Regions from separate parts of the Pan troglodytes genome. Here region 1 is linked to region 2. The links are chromatin contacts, called in public Hi-C maps. All regions are on one chromosome and are shown on one strand. The core of a region is the stretch at or near the end of the contact, and the rest is flanking DNA. Distances in the headings are between cores, read along the strand shown.

What was found. Hi-C and Micro-C count contacts between places; a contact is called where the count stands out from the background.
Region 1: a contact with region 2 is called in a Hi-C map of induced pluripotent stem cells, with 2.0 times the contacts expected there. The contact joins two enhancer-like sites. A contact is called at or near these places in 3 of 7 Hi-C or Micro-C datasets (induced pluripotent stem cells and stem cell-derived neural progenitor cells).

What each region holds. Positions count from the first base shown.
Region 1 is chr23:27,223,426-27,227,979 of NHGRI_mPanTro3-v2.0_pri, forward strand. It overlaps KIAA1671, which reads left to right. Exons shown (of 13, transcript XM_054675950.2): 8 at 1,156-1,405; 9 at 4,279-4,453. Among named protein-coding and RNA genes, the nearest start is that of CRYBB3, 22 kb to the right of the region's middle. Within about 2 kb of position 2,111, at least 1 of the 24 cell types and tissues checked has an H3K27ac peak or open chromatin away from gene starts, as enhancers often do. A contact at or near this core is called in induced pluripotent stem cells, where this site is marked.
Region 2 is chr23:27,131,727-27,135,892 of NHGRI_mPanTro3-v2.0_pri, forward strand. All of the region lies in intron 6 of KIAA1671, which reads left to right. Among named protein-coding and RNA genes, the nearest start is that of CRYBB3, 110 kb to the right of the region's middle. Within about 2 kb of position 2,700, at least 5 of the 24 cell types and tissues checked have an H3K27ac peak or open chromatin away from gene starts, as enhancers often do. A contact at or near this core is called in induced pluripotent stem cells, where this site is marked.

The sequences.
Region 1 (4,554 bases), core at 861-3,360, 91 kb after region 2:
TGAAGGGGAAGCAAGGCACGTCCTACCTGGCAGCAGGAGAGAGAGAAGGGGAAGGTGCCACACACTTTTAAACCATCAGATCTTGTGAGAGCTCACTCACTATCATGAGAACAGCAAGGAGGACATCTGCCCCCATTATCCAATCACTTCCCCCCACCAGGCCATTCCTCCAATTCGACATGAGATTTAGTTGGGGACACAAATCCAAACCATGTCACCAACCCTAACTTGTAGGATTGTGGCAGTTATAGGCTAATCCTCATAGGATTATTGGAGAGGACTGAATGACACATTTTTTAGCACAATGCTTGGCACATAGTAAGTGCTCAGTAGATTTTTATTAAATGACTGAATGAATAAGTGAATGAAATAATGCAGGTCCCACCACCTGCTCTTCCATGCTGATAACAATTTGATCTACATCAGCACTGCCCAGCAGAAATACAACATCATGATTTGATCCTGATGCAATATATACATGTATTGAAACACCACTCTGTACCCCAGAAACGTGTAATTACTATGTATCGATTATAAATAAAAAAGAATTATAATGTAAGCTGCAAATGCAAGACATATATGTAATTTAAAATGTCCTGGTAGCTACACCAAAAGAATAAAAAGAAACAAGTGAAATTCAATTTGGGGATGTATTTTATCAGAACCAAGGGATCCAAAATACTATCATTTCCACATGTAATTAACATGAAAAGTTATTAGCGAGGCAGTTTACATTCTTTTTTTTCTATTCAAAGTATTGGAAATCCAGTGTGTAAGGTATAGGAAATCCAGTGTGTAAGATGCTCACGGCATATCTCAGCTCTGTCACTTGCTCCATTGCAAGGACCCAACAACCACCTGTGATAAGCAGCTTCCGTCCAGGACAGCGCAGGGCTAAAGGATCTTGAGTGGCACAGGCCTGACCCCTCCCATTCTGCACCTGGCCAGGTGTTCCAGGAAGTGCCTTAAACAGCACCTCGCTGGCACATCTTGTGCTGTTTCCAAAGAGGGTCTTCTGCTGGGATGTTCTGTCTGTTGTTACTTGGCTTATAAAACATACCCCAAGCTATGCTGCCTGCAGCATCCTTCACTTGAAATCCCGTTCTCTGAAACGTTCTCCATAACCATGTCTCCCTTCATTCCCTTTTTTGGCAGCTTGGCCACTGAGTCCCCAGATAGCAGTGCCACATCGACAAGGAAACAGCCCCCCAGCAGCCGTTTGTCTTCTCTGTCCTCCCAAACGGAGCCCACCTCGGCAGGGGACCAGTATGACTGCTCCAGGGACCAGCGGAGCACCAGCGTGGACCACTCCAGCACTGACCTGGAATCCACCGATGGGATGGAGGGGCCGCCTCCACCGGACGCCTGCCCTGAAAAGAGAGTAGATGACTTCTCCTTCATTGATGTAAGTCAGTGGCCAGGAGCATTTCTTCTTAAATGGAAATTCCAGCCTGTCTCTGTGAATTGCCACTTCAGGTGTAGGATCTGTGTGCCAGGGACCCTTGGAGTGGGTACGGAGGGCACTGTCTTTGAAATGGGACTCACTTATGCATGTATCTTGGACCTGCCATACACCTGCTGTGTGTCTTGGGGCAAATGTCTTCACCTCTCTGAGCCTCAGCTTCCTTATCCACTTGTAACCAGCATCAACAGCTCCACAGCCTCAAATACAATTGCATGCATTCAAATTAAAACTGATCTAAGCCCTCACCTGCCAGGTAAGCAGGGAGTCTGACCACTTACCCCTGGGCAGTAACCCTGAGGTTTATAGTTGCAAGCATGAAGAGCCTGGAGTTTGCTCAGAATGATTCTGCTGAACGTTCTCACTAAGGTCTTGCTTGGTACAACAGTGTCCCTGGTATCAGGGGATCCGACTGTCTCTGTAGTGGCTCTTCCAGGACAGAAAGTCCCCTCAGGCATGGGCACCTTTCATGGAGGTCCCAGGGGACAGCCCCTAGCACTCAGCTCTTTCAGGTCCCAAGCACAGCCAGGATGTCAGCTGCCCCAGCATAGCAGGTCAAACGGTCTCCTGCTCTAGCATCTTCCAGACCAGAACTTATCCTCCTTTCCCCTGGGAGCCCCACCTCCAGGGGTCAGGCAGGTCTTCCTTTTCAACCCTTGAAACCCAGGAGTGATGTCATTATTCTCCTCGCATAACAATAGGGCTACCTGCCCACTCTCTGGGGGATGGAACGTCTGCAAAATGTGAAAGGGACCCTCTCTCCTCGCAGTAAAGCCTCCCACCTACACACTTGGGCATGGCTACCCACATTTCCCCAGAGGAGGAACACCGCTGCTTTAGAAAAAGGGCTTCCTTTAGGGCTTCAAAGAGGATTCTCCTTCAGTATATGGCCAAGGTCTCTCGCTGGCACCTCTAGATCAGGGCAGAGACAAAGAAAGACACAAGTTGAGTCTTGATTGGGGAACCCCATTATATAACCATGGCCATGCCCACCTCCCTGGGTGTCATCAGGATTTAGTTGGGTGATATATTCAGTTATTCACTCAACAGACATGTATTGAGATCTTGCTGTGTGCCTTACATACCAGCATCATGTCACTGCATCATGAACTTTCCTGCTAGAACGCTAAGTGGTTCCTTCTTGATGTCCATTATAAACAACAGTCAGTGAGTGTTGACCACTGGCCCAGGCACATGTTAATAACCCCAGAGGCAAAACTGCCTGCCCATTTTGCAAATTCGCAAATCAAAGTGGCCATGGAGTGACTCTAAATGCTGGTGTCCCTAAGCATAGGTCTAACGCTTACTGAAATTATACTGAGGTTTATGTGTGATGCCCACCACGATTTGGGTCTCCTGTGGGGATACTGAGGTTTACGTATGGTGCCAACCATGATTTAGGTCTCCTGTGGGGACGGTTTGGAGGCCAAATGGGGAGGCGGAGGCGGGGCACTAAGGAATCCAGTCTCTGTACCAGGCTGAGGATGCAAGGGTGGCACCATCTTCCCCTCCAAGCCAGCCCCTCTGTCAGCGTGATTCTGTCCTGCTCTCTTGGACTCTGAAAACCTGGCTCTGTTAAGTGGCCGGAGAAGCAAGCCTGCCTCTAGGTGCAGCAGGCACTTTCTGATTTCTGTCTTTCCCCCTCTTTCGCTGGTCCCGTGCAAGTCTCCTCACAAGATACCACTGTGGCTGGTTTGGGAAGTAGCTATGATCAGCTCCTTCCACCACCCCATTGGGACTTTTGTTACTTACCATTGTTGGGAAATGATTCATTGAAATTAGCCTGTCATCACTGACTTAGAAGGCCTTGGGTGATGGAATTTCTCCAAAGTGGACCTAGGTGGAAGAAACCAACATTTCATGTAAGAACGTGAGCTTGCCGGAAAGAGCTCTTGGCTGTGAGCCGTGGTCAGGCTCTGACTGAAACAAGGGCTTTCCACACCTGAGCACAGGGAGTTCTCTCAGCCACTGTAGGAAGGAGGCACTCTGTTTATCTCCTTTTTATAAATAGGGACACCCAAGCTCAGAGAAGTGAAGCTCATTGCCCAAGGTCACATAGCCAGGATTCGAACCCAGCAGAGTTTGAACCCCAGCTCTGAGCACTTCACTGCTGTCTCCCAGGAGAATTCTGAGCCAGGCACTTCCCATCTCCTTACTGGGGCCCACCCAGATGGTCTGTGCTCCCCACCCTTTCACTGGGGATAGTAGTGACTTGGCAGCCCTCACCAACCCCCCACCTGTCGCAGCTCAGAGTGTGAGTCTTCAGGGATGCCTGAAAATTGACTCCTGATGTTTAGTAAGCTGCCCCCTCCCTTCCCACCTGCACCCTAGATTATGTGAGTAATGGAGGAATTCCACGGAGAATGTCTCAACCCGGGGACTCTGTGTGAATACAGTTGACAGAAGGATTTAGTTAGATGTTGAATCCATTATTCATTCAACAAACAAACATTTATTGAGCTCCTGCTGTGTACTGATCATTGCTGTAGATTACATGCTTGTGTGGTGGATGTCACTGGGAGGGAAAAGGCATTTGTATTATGTGCCTACTGGGTGCCAGGCAGCCAGGCACTGTACTCGGGCACTCAAGGTTCATTGTTCCACCTGACTTTTGTCATCAGCCTATGGGGTATGTTTTATGGGGAAATTTAGGCTTTGGGTGTTAGGTTACTGTTAAAATGTGGAAGCCCTGGCCTAGGTACCACCTAAATAGCCTCTTATCTGTCAGCGAAGCTGTGTACCACCAACTGTGTTGTGGTACCCTCCATTGATGGTTCCCTTGATTTTTTTCCTCTTCCTCCCTGCTGCTCCCAAAGCAAACCTCAGTCCTCGACTCAAGTGCCCTCAAGACCCGGGTGCAGCTCAGCAAGAGAAGCCGCCGCCGGGCCCCCATCTCCCACTCCCTCCGGCGCAGCCGATTTAGTGAGTCCGAGAGCAGATCACCTTTGGAGGATGAGACTGACAACACGTGGATGTTCAAAGACTCAACGGGTATGCCATGCCTTCTCTCCTCCTCAGATAGCACACTGAACAGCAGGAAGGATTTAGACTAAGCCCTACGAAAAAATTCCTGACTTGGAAGGCTGTAGATC
Region 2 (4,166 bases), core at 1,450-3,949:
TAATGAAAGATTGGACTGGAGTCTCTTAAAGTTTCTTCCTGTGCACAATCTCCCAATTCTAAGAGTCCAGTAAGGAGTGGAGCTTCAGAGTCAGACAGATGTGGGTTCTAATCCAGCCCTCGCTGCTCTGTGACATTGAACAGGTGACTTCATGTCTCTGATCTTGTGTCTCACCTACGATGAGAAACTCCCTGTCTCAAATGAGGATTGTGTAAGCATTTCATTGTGGAGACCAGTGGGGAGAGCACCTAGCACACAGTAGGTGCTGTCTTTGCACATATCCAAGGGAGGAATTGAACCCACAGTGTAGAAGTTGCTGGCTGCCTCGAGGGTGGAATGACTTCTCGATTGAGGCACTAGAGGGCACCCCTGTTCTAACAAATCACTTTGATGGGCAGCTGCTTTTTTTTTTAAGCACGTGCAGAGCTACACACTTTCACACCTGAGTGTGTGTGGCTGTCTCAACAGCCAGTGAGGCAGGGGTTCTGACTGTCCAAATTTTGCAAATGAGGACACTGAGCAAAACCTGACTTGTCCAAAGGTTGCACAGAGCCTCTGGAAAGTCCAACATCAGGAGAGAATAGTGTGGAGTGTAAAAGAAGGAAGGAGATGGGAGGATCATTTGAGGCCTTGGAGTTCCAGACCAGCCTGGGCAACATAGCAAGACTCCATCTCTACAAAAAATGTAAAAATTACCCCGCTGGGTAGTGCATGTCTATAGTTCCAGCTACTGGGGAGGCTGAGGCAGGAGGATCACCTAAGCCCAGGAGTTGGAAGCTACAGTGAGCTATGGAAGGCTTGATGCAGGTTGATGCCCTCTCCGTGCCCTCTACCCGCACTGTTTGCTGCTGGTAGGCAAATGGATTTTCCAGAGCTGAAAAAGGACTCAGATTTGGGGGTTTCAAGCTGAGTGGACATGTGGTTTCTGTGTTTGAGACAGAGTTGATGAGTGTGGAGCCAGGATACTGTGACCTTGTGCCAGCCACCGGCCCCTCTGGGCCCAGCATCTTCTTTGTTGAAATGCATTAACTTATCTCATAGTTGGCTTGCCGTGCACGTGTATTGAGTGCCTACCCTGAACTAGGCCTGAGCTGGGTCTTAACACCTGAGTAGGACAAGAGAAGATGGGCATCCAAGAGGCTGAACCACAATGCGCAGAGGCCAGGCACCTCTGGAAGAAGTGGGAGATTTGAGGGTGTCATTGATTTTATCACTGTGATTGGAGCCCAGAGGACACAATGTAACCATTTCAGTGGTTCAGTAATGCATGGATGACAAGGTTGTCAAGGAATTTGGTCTGAATTATTACAGTTTAAGAAAACCTGATGTTGGCCAGGCCTGGTGGCTCATGCCTGTAATCTCAGAACCTTGGGAGGCCCAGGTGGGAGGATCACTTGAACCCAGGAGTTGGAGACCAGCCTGGGTAACATAGCAAGACCCTGTCTCAACAGAAAATTTAAAAATTAGCTGGGCGTGGAGGTGCATGCTTTCAAGTCTCAGCTACTCAAGAGGCTAGGCAGGAGGATCACTTGAACCCAGGAGTTGGAGGCTGTAGTGAGCTATGGTTGTGCCACTGCACTCCAGCCTGGGTGACAGAGCAAGACTCTGTCTCTCTAAAAAACAAAAAAACAAAAAACACCTGATATTTTATATAGAAATTCTGAGGCAGGGACATACAACTGCAGGTGTTTCATATTGTTTTAATATTTTGTATCAAACATTTATATTAATAAAATATAGGCATGTTCATGTTGACCTAATATTTTGTTGCTGTAATATAAATGTAATAATATCGTAATCAGAGATTTTTATTTTGCTCCTCCTATGTGCTGGTGTATTAGTTTTCCAGGGCTGCCATATTAAAAAACCAGAGACTTCTGAATGGCTTAAACAGAAGAAATGTATTTTCTCACAGTTCTGGAGTTTACAAGTCCAAGATCAAGGTGTTGGCAGGTGTGGTTTCTCCTGAGGTCTCTCTCCTTGGCTTGCAGATAACCACTTTCTCTCTGTGTCCTTACACCATCTTCCCTCTGCGTGTGTGGGCTCCTGTCTGCGTTTCCAGATTTCCTCTAATGACGTTAACAGTCAGATTGGATTAGAGCCCAACCTAACACCCTTATTTTAAACCTAATCACAACTTTACAGGCCCTATTTTCAAATAATAGTCACCTTTGATGTACTAGGGGGTTAGGGCTTCAATATGTGAATTTGGGGGGAATATATTTCAGTCCATAACAGCCAGGTACTAGGAAAAGCACTTTAGAATGTTTCTTTTTATCCTCACGACAGTCCTAGAAGGGAGGCACTGTTATTATATGCATTTTACAGATAAGGAAAACAAGGCTCAGAGAGGTTAACTCACTTGCAGAAGATCACACAGCTGGTCAACAGTGGAGCCAAGATTTGATCCCAGCCTGTCTTACTCTGGAGCCTGCACTGTGTTAGTTTATGTTTTTAATTTGACCTTAATCCTAGGGATACCTTTTCCACATTCTATTGAATTTACCAAGCTGTCCTCATGCCTCATTTTACTCTGCCCTCTCCCTGTTAAGGCCTAGATTGGAAAAGACCCAGATAGCAGGGAAGAAAGCCCTTTGCCAGACCCCCTGCTGCCCCAGCTTGCCTGGGCCCCACCTGGCCTGTTTGGCTACCTGCCCAGGGGGGAGTGCCTGGGGCCGCCCCCTTCCAGCTCTGCCCTGACCGCCCCTATTTGCCGAGAGCAGCCTGGGCCCAGTGAAAGCCGCCTTTGTCCTCCAGTTCATTCCTCCTGGAGGGATGACCTAAGTCTTGTCTTGAGGACAAAGCAGCGGCCTGCCACGTGAGTGCAGGTCAGTCCCAGTAGTCTGCAGAGTCTCCCAGCCTAACTGATGGGAGTGGCAGTCTTAGTTATGGTTTGCCAAGTTTAGTGTGGTCAGGAAGGCTGCAGAGCCCCCTCTGTGTCCTGAGAGATAATGCCAGTGGCTCCTGTGTGTATAGAACTTGACAGTGGCTTACGTCTGTAATCCCAGCACTTTGGGAGGCGGAGGCGGGCGGATCACCGAGGTTAGGAGTTCGAAACCACCTGGCCAACATGGTGACACCTCATCTCTACTAAAAATACAAAAATTAGCCAGGCATGTTGGCGCACGCCTGTAATCCCAGCTACTCAGGAGGCTGAGGCAGGAGAATCGCTTGCATCGGGAGGTGGAGATTGCGCCAAAGCACTTGCTCAGCGACAGAGCAAGACTCTATCTCAAAAAAAAAAAAAAAAAAAAATTGACAATGTATGAAAGGTATTTTATGGTTTCTGGTTTATCTGATCCTCCCAGATTCTGCAGGGTGTGCAGGGCAGGGACCTGTTGAAGAAATGCCTCCAGGCCAGTTATCAGTTGCCATAACAAACGACTCCAAAACAGCAGTGCAAACCAACCACTGTTCATTACGTCCATGGATCCTGTGGGTCAGAAATTAGGCAGGGCTCAGTGAGAGTGGCTACTGCCTGTCTGGAGTGTCAGCTGGGAGCCTCGAACAGTTGAGTGATAGAACCATCTACAGTCTTCTTCACCCATGTGTTTGGCACACGTGATGGTTCAAAAACCAGGCTTCCCTGGGACTGTCAACCAGAGCACTGAAACACGGCCACTCCTGGTGGCCTGGGCTTCCTCACAACATGGCAGCTTAGGGCTCTGGAAGTGAGTGTTGTGGCAAAGAAGGCAAACGCCACACTTCCCTTTATGATGGCTGCAGCCACAGGACTTACATAGCGTCACTTCTGTTCTCTGCTGGGCCATGCAGTGACAAGGGGAAGGGACATGGACCCCCTTCTCAGTGGCAGGAGTGGCAGAGAATGTGTAGCCACATTCAAAACCACTGCATCTTGCAGTAAATCAGATGTGCCCGGGTGACATTCACTGAGCACCTACTCTGTGCTGGGCACTGTGCCAGGGACTTCATGTGGACGCTTTTCTCAGTCCTCTCAGCAGCCGATTCAAAGCCATTGTTTTCCTGGCAGGCATTTGGCCTGGGAGGGCAGAGGAGCCAAGGGGAACCAACACTGCTGCTGGCAGTTTGGTGTTGAGTATGCCACAGTCAGAAGACGTGGGCTGATCTTTTTCTCTTCCTCCTCTGAACTTAGAATATTCCTTGAGTTCTTAAAAATCCTCACTGAGATGTCTGAATCACCTCAC